Linked DNA regions of Sus scrofa: region 2 is linked to region 1. Evidence: chromatin contacts called from public HiChIP or PLAC-seq data. All regions are on one chromosome and are shown on one strand. Each heading gives the region's core, a stretch centred on a gene start, on an enhancer-like site or on the middle of the called end of the contact. The rest is flanking DNA. Distances are from core to core; before and after follow the strand shown.

Region 1 (6,515 bases), core at 2,685-5,184:
CAAATGCCCTAACTCCCAATTTCCCTCTTCATCAAGCAGTCACTCCCACACAGTACAAAACTTGGAGCACCAGAGTGCTAGGTTCCCACTGCATCTGTCTTCTCTCCCTCACCCCTGTACAATGATCTCCAAACTCCTTTGTTGTGGTTTAAAAAGAATGAAGAAATACTTCACTATACAGTGTGTATCTAATTATGGATTCTATCCGCTATATAATAAAAAGAACCTTTAAATGATGGGCTACAAATAACAAATTCTGCCCTTGCTTCATCCCACTGTGAAGAGTTCCTCAGGATTGGCACATGCATGCCTCACAGCCCTCAGACCCTGAACTCCCTGCCCTCACCTCTGGGGAGCTACCCACCCCAACCCCAATCCTGGCCAAACCCGATTCTCCACTCAGGCCTCGACCGAGCTGAATCGGGTGAAGCAAAGTCACAACCATTGTGACTGGTCTCAATTTTAAAATTGTGGCTACATACTTTAAACAGGCACTTGATGCCTTAGTGACCCTCTTACCTACCTAGCGAACTGGCCTTCCTACTCTTAGAAAATGTACAGTTTCTCCTAAACATCCAACACCCCTCTCCTCCCTACCCTTCATTTTACCGATAAAACAGAAGTAAAGCACCTCAACTGCCTTGTTTCCATCTTCTTCCTACCTGCATCCATATACCAGATACTCTGTCCACCGTCCTGTTTCAAAAGTTGAAGAAAAATCATCCTTCCTATCTAAGGCCAACGTTCCCACTTAAGCACTTTGTCCTGCCACTATTCCCATCAATGCATCAAAATGCTGGAAATCATCATTGTGATCCACTTCTCCGTAACCCAGGCTTTTTAGCTCACTAGTCCATTCAAAGCCCTCTTGTCAAATTTCAACTACTTTACTCCGTCACTGGGTCAATTTTTAATCTTCATCTTACTCTTAGGGTTTTACAGTTGACCCCACCCACCCTCTTTCCTTCACATTAGGCGCCACACCCTCCTGGCTCTTCTGCTTCCACCCATCTTTGCTCCTCTTCTGACTAGAATGCTCCTAGCTACCTGCCCTCTTCTGCATTAATACTCTTTCCTTGATGTCCTCTGGTCCATAGTTTTAAATATCACCTACAAAATATGACTGTCTCTGGCCCGACTTCTCCCCTGAGCAACAGTAGTGGATATCCCACTTGCCTACTGTACATTTTCTGAGCTGTAAAAGCCATCCAACTCAGTACACTCTATGCAGAACGCCTGCTTTATTCCTCAGAAACCAGTGTGCTCCTTCCAGTCTTCCTCATTTCAGGAAATGATACTACTGTCCAGGCAGATGCTCCCCAGCAAAACAGTTGAGTCCTCCAAATTCTTCTGTGCTGGAGTGAAAGTAAGAAGACCTATTTGGCTCAGTCTTCAAATGACATTCTAGCTCAGACCACGTCTCACTAAGTTCCAACTCTACAGCTCTAGTTCAAGCCACCATCTCAAGTGAACTACAAGGTTCCTCAGGAGCTGGTTTTTCCACTTTCCTCCAAATCAGTCAATTGGCCACTCAGCAGCTAGTCATCAAAAGCATAAACCAAATGTTACTCCCTTGCACAAAATCCTCTAATGGCTTCTCATTACGGGACAGAACAAGAACTATCTTATTTAGTCTTTGCTACCCACTCTGATCTCATCTCCCATCACTCTTCTTTCATTATGCTTTAGCCACACTGGCCTTCTAAGTATTCTAATAGGTTAGGTTCATTCCCCCTTAAGGTCTAGGCATTTGCGGTTACTGCTCTCTTAAAAGCTCTTCCTTCAGATCTTCATTATTTTGGTCTCCGGGCAAAATATCAACTCCTCAAAGAGGTAGGTCTCCCTCCCTCTCCCTTTCAGAATTCGACACCCCCACCCTAGTCACTCTAACTTAATCTAACTCTAATCTTGCTACAGTCATTTCACATTTACGCCACCTGAAACTAAATATTTTCTTACTTAACATATAGCCTGTTTCTTCAAGCTCCATGAGGGTAGGCGCATAGAGTGCCTAGCACATATAAGATGCTCAGTAAATATTTGAGTGAATGGCACTATTGTTTTCTTAGTCACCAAGCCTTGAAATTTCAAGCATTACTGGGTGGGCTTTTTCTGATCTTATTTAATAATGAAACAGTAAACATTTAGGACGGGCTAGCTAAAATGCATTAATGCATATCAATGTAAATACAAAGATTTCCCAGATTATTTTCAAGTACTGAAAAATCTACCAAAAAATCACAAACAAGCAATTTATAAAGTATAAATATTACTTTAGAACTAAACAGACTCACAGACATAGAGAACAGACTTGCGGTTGCCAAGGTGGAGGGGTTGGGAGTTTGGGATTAGCAGAGGCACACTATAACTGAATCACTTTGCCGTAGAGCAGAAATTAACACATCGTAAATCAACTATACTTCAATAAATTTTAAAACTATTACTTTAGAACCTGATACATAGGACTGACTGTAACTTCTGACTACAAACAATTGCCTAATTACATTACAGAATTACCATAAGGTAATGAAATCAGCATCCTCCATTTAAAATAAATTTATCCATGTATATTTTGGAATGGTAGAGAGTTACTATGTTATCTCATACTTAACGGAAAAAAGAACAGTCATTTAAAAATTAAACATGAATCCCAAACTATCACTGGCAATAAGTAATTAATAACCAAGGTGACAAGGAACCATAGTTGTCTCCTTGCCACTGTGTCTCCACAATGAATGAACCAACGTGTGAACCGTGGATTGTATTATGAATTATATTACATTTATAACATAAACGAGATTAGAGATGTATCATTTTAGTCCGCTAAACGAAAAAGGAAATTAGTCGGGGATCAAAAAGCAAATTTGGCAGTGTGAAAATTAGGTTTTAAAACCCTAAAAGGATTTCGGTTGTTTCTTATACTGAAGGCGATGCAGAGTAGAAATGCTCGCACTGAAAACTCGAACTAGTTCCATCAGAGTAACTTAATGGCCACTGTACTTTACACGAGATACCGCCTTTCAGATGAGCCTGGGAGGCAGATGCACGACAGCCCCAAATCACCACGTCAGGCTGAGATCACCCGACAAGTTGCCCAAAAGATGAACTTCTCCGGGTCCCGCAGCTGCAAAGAGTGAAGGACCCTCTCCTGTGACTAGGAGCTGACTCCAAGAAAAGGACGAAATCTTGAGTGCACCCGGGGAAAGCAAAAAGGAAAAGCGACAGGGCTGCCATGCTACTCACTCCACCCTCCCCGCTCACAACCCCGAGGAGGCCCAGTCTCGCCGGCCGCCGCCCCTCCTTTTCCCTCTTTTCCAAGCCCACGGATCTGCGCCAGGAAAGGTCCCGCCGCCCTCCTCTCCCCTCCCCCAAACCAGGAGCTGAAGACGCCAGGGGGAGGTTAAGAGCTTCCGTTCCTTCCCCGCCCAAATGGGAAGAGGTGGGAAGTGAGGTTGCAAGCGAGCCCAGTACGAGCTTCCCTTGTCCCCCACGCGAACCCGGAGCTCCGGTCCCACCCCAGCCCGAGACTCACTCGTCAGCCCCGCAGCCACCGCAGCCACCGCACCGGGTCCCCGCGCACCGCCACAGCCCCTACACCAGGGCCACCCCCCCACCCCCAGCCGCCTGCCGCCGTGGGTTCCGGGGCAGTTAGAGGAATCACTTCCGCTGGGTCACGGACGCTTTCTACGACGCGCGGGAGATTAGTACCTGGCGAGGCAGGGACGCGCTGAGTCCGTCGCTTGCCGGCGTCCACAGGAAGTGTGCAGCGCCCCCTCCCTTCACCCCCAGGCCAGCCTGGAAGGACGGCGGTCCTCGGCAAGTCTCAACCAATCCTATTCTGGGTATTCTGATTCCCAGCATGCAGCACCGACCCCGATCTGATTGCGGAGGGTTAGAGCATCCTCAAGAAGGTGGTGGGAGAGGAGAGGGGAGGGGGGTGGAGGGTGGAGGGGGGGGGCCTGAGGCAGCACTGCATCTCGGGATTTGTAGTTTCCCTGGAGGGTACTGTCGTGATTGGCCGAGGCAGCACTGCATCCTGGGACTTGTAGTTCCTCACGCTGAGTTTTGCTCTTAGTTATTTTGGAGGTTGTCCCAGCTTCTCATTGGGGCTGCGCCTGGAGGTCGGAGACTACCTTTAGAGGAAAGGTTGCAGAGTGGGAGTGTAGTTTCTTTCCTAACAAGAACGTGTTCTTTATGGAACAGCTTCGCTCTTTTCTGAAAAGTTGTAGAGCTTGTTGAAGAGCATCTCAGCTCGCGAAATCGCTGGCCTCATTTCCTCTCTTCCCGGTATCTTTCAGTGTTTACCGAAAACTAACCACGCCCTCCACCCCCGCTCTGGGGCCTTTCCCCCACCCCCTGTCCACCTCCCAGCCACCGGGGTGCTCAGCTTCTGGATTCTGAAGTTACTCTGACACCAGCTTTGTCACTCCACGCCCCCTCTGCTTCTCCTTCCTCGAGCTCTCTGGGCGGTGCGCTCTCCCCTCAACACCCATTCGCCTATTCTCTTTACAGATTTTACCTCCACTTCAGATGGGATTATGTCTTGATAAACCCATGGGAAGTTGAAAATATTGTAAGTGGAAAATGCATTTAACAGGCCTAACATACCCAACATAGTTCAGCCTAGCCTACCTTAAAACGTGGTTAGAATGCTTACATTAATTTACAGTTAGGCAAAAATCATCTAATGCAAAGCTTTTTTATAACAGTGTTGATTATCTCATGTAATTTATTGATTATTGTACTGAAAAGGAAAAACAGAAGGGTTGTAAAGGTATTTTTTACCCTCTTGACTGGGTGGCCGATTAGGACCTTCAACATGGAGGGAGAGAGTATCATACTGCATATGGGTAACCCAAGAAAAGATGAAAATTCAAAACTATGTGTGGTTCCTACTAAGTATGTGTAGTTTTCATACCATCATCAAGTCGAAAAATCGTAGGTTGAACCACTTTAAGTCAGAGCCGTCTCTACTTGCTTTCCCGTGGTGAAATTCAGGCACCCTTCCAGGAAGGGTGAAACAGCTAAATAAAGTTCACCCTCTGTTTACCAGACAGTGGCACGAAAGGAATGTAGGGCCAAGACTCTCACCATTACAAGTTGCTCAACTAGGACTGTTGTGTAACAGTGTCCGCAAAAGGAAAACAGATATAGGCAATCCAAAGTTTATTGACCCAATTAACGCTTTGGGCCTGAAAGACATTTTTAGTTGATTGGGCAGATAAAAAGTATTCAAAGCTTTTGTAAAAATTATTAAACAGTTTTTTAGATTATGATAGTAGCTCAGAATAGAGTTTGGTGGGGAGAAGAGGAGGCTGTGGGCTCATTTTCTTTTTTCTTTTTTTTTTTGTCTTTTGTCTTTTTTTAAGGCTGCACTCACTGCCTGTGGAGGTTCTCAGGCTAGGGTTCCAATCAGAGCTGCACCTGCCAGCCTATGCCACAGCCATAGCAACACCAGATCTGGGCCACGTCTGTGACCTACACCACAGCTCACGGCAACACCAAATCCTTAACCCACTGAGTGAAGCCACAACCTCATGGTTCCTAGTCGGATTCATTTCCACTGCACCACGAGGGGAACTCCTTTGGGCTCTTTTTCAATTATACCTTTACTCCTTTATTCAGAAGTGTTGTTTTCTCTCCTTATAACTTCCCCTTTTCTTCTCTGCATTATTGCCTTCTTAAAAGATCTCTATAGTAATTGCTTAATGATAGAATTTTCCAGGTGAGGATACTGAGGCTAGCTAATCCCAGATTTAGGGTTAGAATGTAGTCTAGATGATTTTTTTGCTATGACCAAAAATTTTGGCCATACCTGAGGCTATGGAAATTCCTGGGCCAAGGAATCCAAACTGCAGCTTCAACCACATCTTTAACCCACTGGGCCAGGCTAGTGCAGAGACAAGCCTGGATCCTTAACCTGCTAGCCACAGTGGGAACTCTTGTTAATTATAGTTGATTTACAATGTTGTGTTAGTTTCGGGTTGTATACCAGAGTGATTCAGCTATGTGTGTATATATATTCTTTTTCACATTCTTTTCCATTGTAGATTATTACAGGATTTCGAATATAGTTCCATGTGCAATAGAGTAGGTCGCTGTTGTTTACCTGTTTTTTATATAGTAGGGTATATGTGTTAATCCTAAACTCCTAATTTATCCCTCCTTTCCTCCTTCCCCTTTGGTAACCATAAGTTTCTTTTCTATGTCTGTGGGTCTGTTTCTGGAAGTGATACCCATTCTCAATTTTTCCACCAGTCTCCATTTTTTCTTTTTTTTGGCAGAAGTTTCTGGGCCAGGTTTCAAACCTGAGACACAGCAGTGACAACACAGGATCCTTAACCTGCTGAGCTACGAGGAAACTGTCATCAACCTCCATTTTTATTTTTATTTTATTTTATTTATTGTATTTTTTTATGGCCACACCCAAGGCATATGGAAGTCCCTGGGCCAGGGATTGAATCTGAGACACAGCTGTGAACTATGCCGCAGCTGTGGGAATGCCAGATCTTAAA
Region 2 (6,515 bases), core at 2,020-4,519, 44 kb before region 1:
TTTAAAAATGCAGTTTCTGGAGTTCCCGTCATGGCACAGTGGTTAACGAATCTGACTAGGAACCATGAGGTTGCGGGTTCGGTCCCTGCCCTTGCTCAGTGGGTTAAGGATCCAGCATTGCCGTGAGCTGTGGTGTAGGTTGCAGATGCGGCTCAGATCCAGCGTTGCTGTGGCTCTGGCGTAGGCCGGTGGCTACAGCTCCGATTCGACCCCTAGCCTGGGAACCTCCATATGCCGAGGGATTGGCCCAAGAAATAGCAAAAAGACAAAATAATAATAATAATAATAAAATAAAAAAATAAAAATGCAGTTCCTCTTACAGCTTAAATAACCTCTTCCGCAGCAGTAATATCCTGGTGTGGAAAAGATAAAGAAATCTACTGCAAACTTTTTAGGTAAGGACATAGTTAGAGCAGCATTCTCGTATAGCTTACTTTTTCCTAAGAACTGAAATTCAAAAAATAGCAATTTACTAACATCTTTCCACAGTTTTTCTCTATAGTACTATCACCTCCTAATACAATATGCAATCAACTTACTTTGTTTTTATTGTAGACTATTACAAGGGCAGAAATCTTGTCTGCTTTAGTTCACTGCTGTATCTCCAGCACCTAGATGAATATCTGACACACAGTGGGCCCTCAAAAAGTAACTGATGAAAGAATGAGCAAATTTCAAAATGTGGTTGTAGTTTTATGTGTAATTTAATTGTTTTGAAAAAGAGTTAAACTTTGCTATTAACATGATCAGGAAAAAATTTTGTTCAAAGACACAGAATACCTATAACACAAAGTGTTGTGTTTCAAAATGCTGGATTTATCTATGTTAAAATGTTAAGATACTACCAGAAAAGGATGTAAAGAAAAGTCTACTGCTGATGCGAATGTAAATTGGTGCAGCCACAATGGAAAACAGTATGGAGCACCCTCAAAAAACTGAAATTAGAATGAGTATATGATCCAGCAATTCCACTGCTGGGTACATATTCAATGAAAATGAAACACTAATGTAAAAGATACATGCACCCTAATGTTCATAGCAGCACTATTTACAACAGCCAAGATATGGAAACAACCTAAGTGTCCATTAAGGGATGAATGGATAAAGAAGATACACATACACACAAAGTACAGACACACACAATGGAATACTACTCAGCCATAAAAATTAAACTTTGCCATCTGCAACAACATGGATGGACTTGGAGAGTACTATGCTTAGTGAAATCAGTCAGAGAAAGAAGTAACGTACACTATTACTTACATGTGTAATCCAAAAAATAAAACCAGTAAATACAACAACAAAAAAAGAAACAGACTCAAAGATATAGAGAAATAAGCTAGTGGTTACCAGTGGAGAAGAGGAAAGGGACAAGATAAGAGGAGGGGACTAAGAGGTACCAACTACTCTGCACAAAATAAATAAGCTACAAGGACATATTCTACAGCACAGGGAATATAGCCAATATTTTCCAGTAATTATAAATGGAGTATAATCTTTAAAAATTGTGAATCACTATGTTGTACACCCGAAGTTTAGAGTATTGTAAATCAACTATGCTTCAGTAAAAACATTTTAAAAATAAAAAAGATACTACCAAAAATGTTTCAGATATCTCAAAGTACAAATAAATACACATTAAAAAAAAGAGAGATTTAGCTTTTTAAAAAGGGAAACATCAGTTTTCTATTCCTCTAATCAGAAGACCTACAGGAATAAAGGGTGAAAAGACAGTCAGAGGTAGCACTTGGGATACAGAAAAATGCAGTATTGCATGAAGTATTGTTGCCATTGCTTAAGCCACTATGTAAAAGTCAAGACTGTCAACCATTAAGTTTTGTACCAACTCAGTTTTTTCTTTTAAAAAGGGCAATCTGCCTTCTCCAGACACTTACTGTCTAAACTGAATCAGCTAGTTATCCCAAAAACCCTCCTGCCAAATATAATCAGAAGTACTGTGGATTTTAATCTTTTTAGTCTTAAAAAGAAAGGTTTTAATCTTAATATACATAATCTTAAATTGGTCATATAGCCAATCTACTGTTCAACTGGTGTTCTACAGTTCCGTTTTTGGCCTCAAATGATGAAACTTCTCTAACGTCTCTGGGGAGACTAGGGTAAAGTATAATGTTTCCTGAAATTGTTCTTGTTTTTTCTCTGACTGTTTTCATGGTATCTCTTCAACTGGGAATGTTACATACAAATTTGTTTTTTCTATTCTGCAAGAAAGTCCAGTGGGAGACACAAAGGTAAAAAGAGTATTGTATGGGGAACAGGCTGAAAGGGAAGAAATAATACAAAAGCACAGAGGTAAATGTGAAGCAAACACATGCACGAAAGAGAAAGAAGATGTAGAAAAGAGAAGAGATTAAAGAAAAGCACTGTCCTCGCCTAAAAAGAGGAAAGAACAGAAGAAGGATAGGCACACTTGCTCATTCTTCTAGAAACAAAAGCACGAAATCCTTCTAAGAAAGACGTGGTCCCTTTAAGATGTTGTTAAAACTCTAAAAAGCGCTCCGTTGACACTCCAAACGGGAGTTCTGCCTTCTCTATGTTTTGACAGAGCTGGTCTTCATCTATAAATTAAATGCAAGCTAGAGATAATGCAGAGTTAATCTTTATAAAACTGCAATCGCGGATGCCATCTTTGCCTGGGGAAAAAAACCCCACCAAACTCCTTGAATTTGGAAAAAAGGAGTATATTAAGTTGGGAAACCAGAAAACCAGGCATTGCCAAGTCAGGTAGCTGTAACACGGGTTAACAAACGCCTCCTGCCAAACTAAGGTTCCACTAAAGATCTGGGGAAGAAGGGTTGTAGCCTTACCGCGACCGCAAGGGTGGGGCAGTGTTAGGGGAAAAAAAAAAAAAAAGATTTGAAGGCGAGCTACCTCGGGAGGTATAGGGAGCTGGAGACTTATCTCCCGGGAAGACTGCAATATTTAGGCGGCAAATGATTTTGACGGACTAAGGGCAGCTGCGAGGAGAGTGAGAAAATGCGCTGCCGGGCGTACGTTCGTTGAGAGTACAGAGGCTGATAAAGGAAGATACCCATGGGGCAAAGGACTAAGAGTCAAAAGGAGAGCCGAGGGGCCAAGCAGACAGGGAGGCCCGGCGTGGGAGGCCTGAGCAGAGGCCTCGAAGCGCCCCTGCAGCCAGCCGCCTTCTCCGGGAACGCCTTTTCGGCTCCCCGACACTCAGCCCCTCTTAGGGCCGCCCCTGCCCCAACGACAACGGCGAGAGCAGCTGTTTCCGCCCAGCCGGGGACCGCGGAGGAAAACGCATCCCTGGGGCGGGAGGTGTGTGGGGGGGGAGGCCAGCGGCAGCCGTCGGTGTGAGCTGGAAGTAATTCCGAGACCACTGCCGCTGAGGCAACATCAAACTTCGCCCTTTCCTCCCCTTAGTCTCTTTTATCCCCCAACTTCCTAGCCGGCTTGTGTCCGCTTCGACCGACCGAGACTCCCCCTTCTCGCAGCCTCTCACCCCTCCCAACGCCCTGACTCTGGGGAAGGACCGGCCACGGAGCCGCTCCGGGACCCGCCCGGGTGCCCCAGAGTCCCAGACACCCAGCTCAAAGAAACACTCGCATCCTCTGCACGGCTCCAGAGCCCGCCCAGATGCTGCAAACTCCTCTTACCTGCATTGACGCCATGATGGAACCATCCCCCCTAGGCCGGCGAGGCCAGAGACGCAGGGGGCGGAGCTGCCGTGCTCGCGTCACGCCGCGGGGGCCCAGCATCCCGGGCGCTGGGGGCGGGGCCTCCGATGGGAAGGAGATGGCGTGAGGGGATTGGCTGGTGCTCTAGGCGCCCAGGGGGAAGGGCAAGCTGAGGCGCGGTGAATGGCGCTGTCTATACCTTCGGTCACGTCCAACTCTCTGGCCTCCACGACGAGCCCACTCGCTACCCGGATCGCTTAGGAAACGCTGGTCGGGTTCTGATTCGAGCCCCATGGTTGTTTTTTTCTATCTATAACATAAGATCCTGATGATGTCCACACCCGTGGGCTTTGTGGGGGGGGGGGGTTGTTTTGTTCTTCCAATCAGAGGTGTATAGTTTATAGATTTTTTTCTTTCCGATGCCCTCTCTACACCACAGTGCCCACTTTCACAGCTTGGGGCAAGATAAAACTTCCGCAGGGCAGCTTTCTGGTCTTTACGCACCTGGAAGACTTCTCATATTCCTAATTTGGGGATGAGAGACACTGATTTGCTTATACAACGGGATGAGGATTGAGAGCAGAACAGAACTTTGATATTTTAAAGGCAAGGGCAGATTTGTAGAGCTGAATCTTGCCTGAAGGGAAAGAGAATGTTTTGAAGTTTTTTTGTGCAATTTCCACCTCTTTACCGCAACCCCTCAGTTTTAAACTGCGCATGTATCTGTAATAGTTATGTTGTTATGGCACTGACACTTGTTTAGAGGTTTCATCCTAAGCATGAGATTGTTTAATGTACCAGTGTCACTTATACTTTCTATCACATCCAGACTTCTCTTCAGCCTGTTTCGTGGTGGGCAGTTTTGTGGTCATTCCACCTAGAGATATATTTGAAGAGGGAGAGCTGAGTACACAGAATTTATTCTGGGAATGCACCAGTTCTGCCAAGATGTATGAGAAGCCACGTTTTTAAAATCTATTCCAAAACCGAAGATGTTATTGGTTTATTCCAGGAAAACTGGAAGCCAAAAGTTCGCACCTCCTGTTCTATTTTTTTTTTTTTTTTAATGTAGGTGGCTGACGTGTTGAGTAGAAGGCTTTTACATTATCGGAATGAAAGCTTAAAATCTGTCATTTTATTAACTTGGAGTTCTTTTTAGAAATTTATATAAGATTTAAATATAAGAGCCCTGTGGGATATCATCCTTCCCACTCTAAAGATAGATCATTATGTTCTCTGTGAAATTCCCGAATGTAAAATGTGTTCAAAAATGGAAAAAGATCCTTAAAATACACTAATTATTCTATGGTATAATATTAAACACCCTATTCTTCATCACTAGAGAGGAAGTTAAATTGGTAACTCAGACTTCCACTGATCGCCAGAAATGGGCTGATTTTCCCTGTGTTGTGCAAAATGACTGTGTCCTTGAGGAAGATTTGGAGGCTCTTGGCAACCAGGAATGACCCAGAAGCACATCAGGTGTCAGCCCAGTTTTGTTGCCTATATTTCAACTGAGTAAAGTCCATATATCAATGAAAGAGGAAAGCTTTTCCAGATATATTTTCTGCTGGTGATCTCTCTCCCTATAATCTCAGGAAATTGCTCCAGAAGATCAGGTTTTTTTTGTTTGTTTATCTTTTGTCTTTTTAGGGCCGCAACCACAGTACATGGAGGTTCCCAGGCTAGGGGTCGAATCAGAGCTGCAGCTGCTGGCCTACACCACAGCACATCACAGCCACAGCAACGCCGGATCCTTAACCCACTGAGCAGGGCCAAAGATTGAACCTGTGTCCTCATGGATACTAGTCTGGTTCGTTAACCACTGAGCCTAGATGGCAACTCCCAGAAGATAAGGTTTTACAATCTCAGGTTTACTTTATTTAAAGGCCAATTCTTCCCAAGGTATAAGTGACTTTAAATGACCCCACAAAGAAAGCTTTATGACATCATCAGGGTCAACAACCTGCCATGACAAATACTAATAAGGAAGAAAAGGGATTACAGGACTCTTAACATCTCTTACAGTAAAATCAGCCTCTGGTCCCTTGGGTGTGATATGTGCTAAAGAAGATCTTTATAGGAGGGAAAAGTTAGTACCAGACTTATCTTTCCAGGAAATGTAAGATAATACATAATTACCTCAACTGTCTCTCCCTGTTCTTTCATTGATACATAAAAGAAAGATTCTGATGTACTCAGTAGCTGAAACAGTGGCTTTTAGGTAGGGTCGGAGCACATAATCATCTCCAAGAAAATGAACTTTTTTATATCTGAAACTCTTGATTATACAGTGTTTGGAGACTAGGCTCAGACCTCATTTTTTCAGGTTTTGTTTTGCTGTTTTTTTACTCATCTCCTTTCTTTTTGGAGTGGGGCTTACTATCAGATAGGCAAAAGATACAATACCTGACAATCGCAAATGTGGGAGAGGAGGTAGAGCTCTCATAAAATATACAAGTGAAATTGGTATGATCTCTTCAGAAAACAGTTCAGCAACAGTAAAGTTTCCCTTACCCTTAAAGAATAGGGTTTTTTTAGGGCCCCACCTGTGGCATATGGAGGTTCCCAAGCTAGCAGTTGAGTCAGAGCTACAGCTGCTGGCCACAGCCACAGCCACATCAGATCTGAGCCACGTCTGTGACCTACACCACAGCTCAAGGCAACTCCAGATCGTTAACCCAATGAGCAGGACCAGGGATGGAAACTGCAACCTCATAGATATTAGTCAGGTTCATTACAGTTACCACTGAGCCACAACAGGAACTCTCAAGAATCTTTTTAATACCACCCTTCCCCATAAAAGATACTTGAGGCATATTAAACAAATACAACATGTTAACCTTCTTTCCATCCTGA

The links. HiChIP or PLAC-seq counts read pairs in DNA pulled down with a chosen protein or histone mark.
Region 2: an H3K27ac HiChIP or PLAC-seq map of skeletal muscle shows a contact between it and region 1. The contact joins the enhancer-like site here to the promoter of ELOC in region 1. A contact is called at or near these places in 13 of 47 Hi-C or Micro-C datasets (alveolar macrophages, blood, fetal heart ventricle and 7 more) and 2 of 2 datasets of contacts at active chromatin or transcription factors (alveolar macrophages and skeletal muscle).

What each region holds. Positions count from the first base shown.
Region 1 is chr4:61,968,522-61,975,036 of Sscrofa11.1, reverse strand. It overlaps ELOC (elongin-C), which reads right to left and starts at 3,934. Exons shown (of 4, transcript XM_001927321.6): 1 at 3,709-3,934.
Region 2 is chr4:62,011,480-62,017,994 of Sscrofa11.1, reverse strand. No RefSeq gene overlaps it. Among named protein-coding and RNA genes, the nearest start is that of UBE2W, 32 kb to the left of the region's middle. Within about 2 kb of position 3,269, at least 81 of the 83 cell types and tissues checked have an H3K27ac peak or open chromatin away from gene starts, as enhancers often do. A contact at or near this core is called in alveolar macrophages, fetal liver, liver and 3 more, where this site is marked.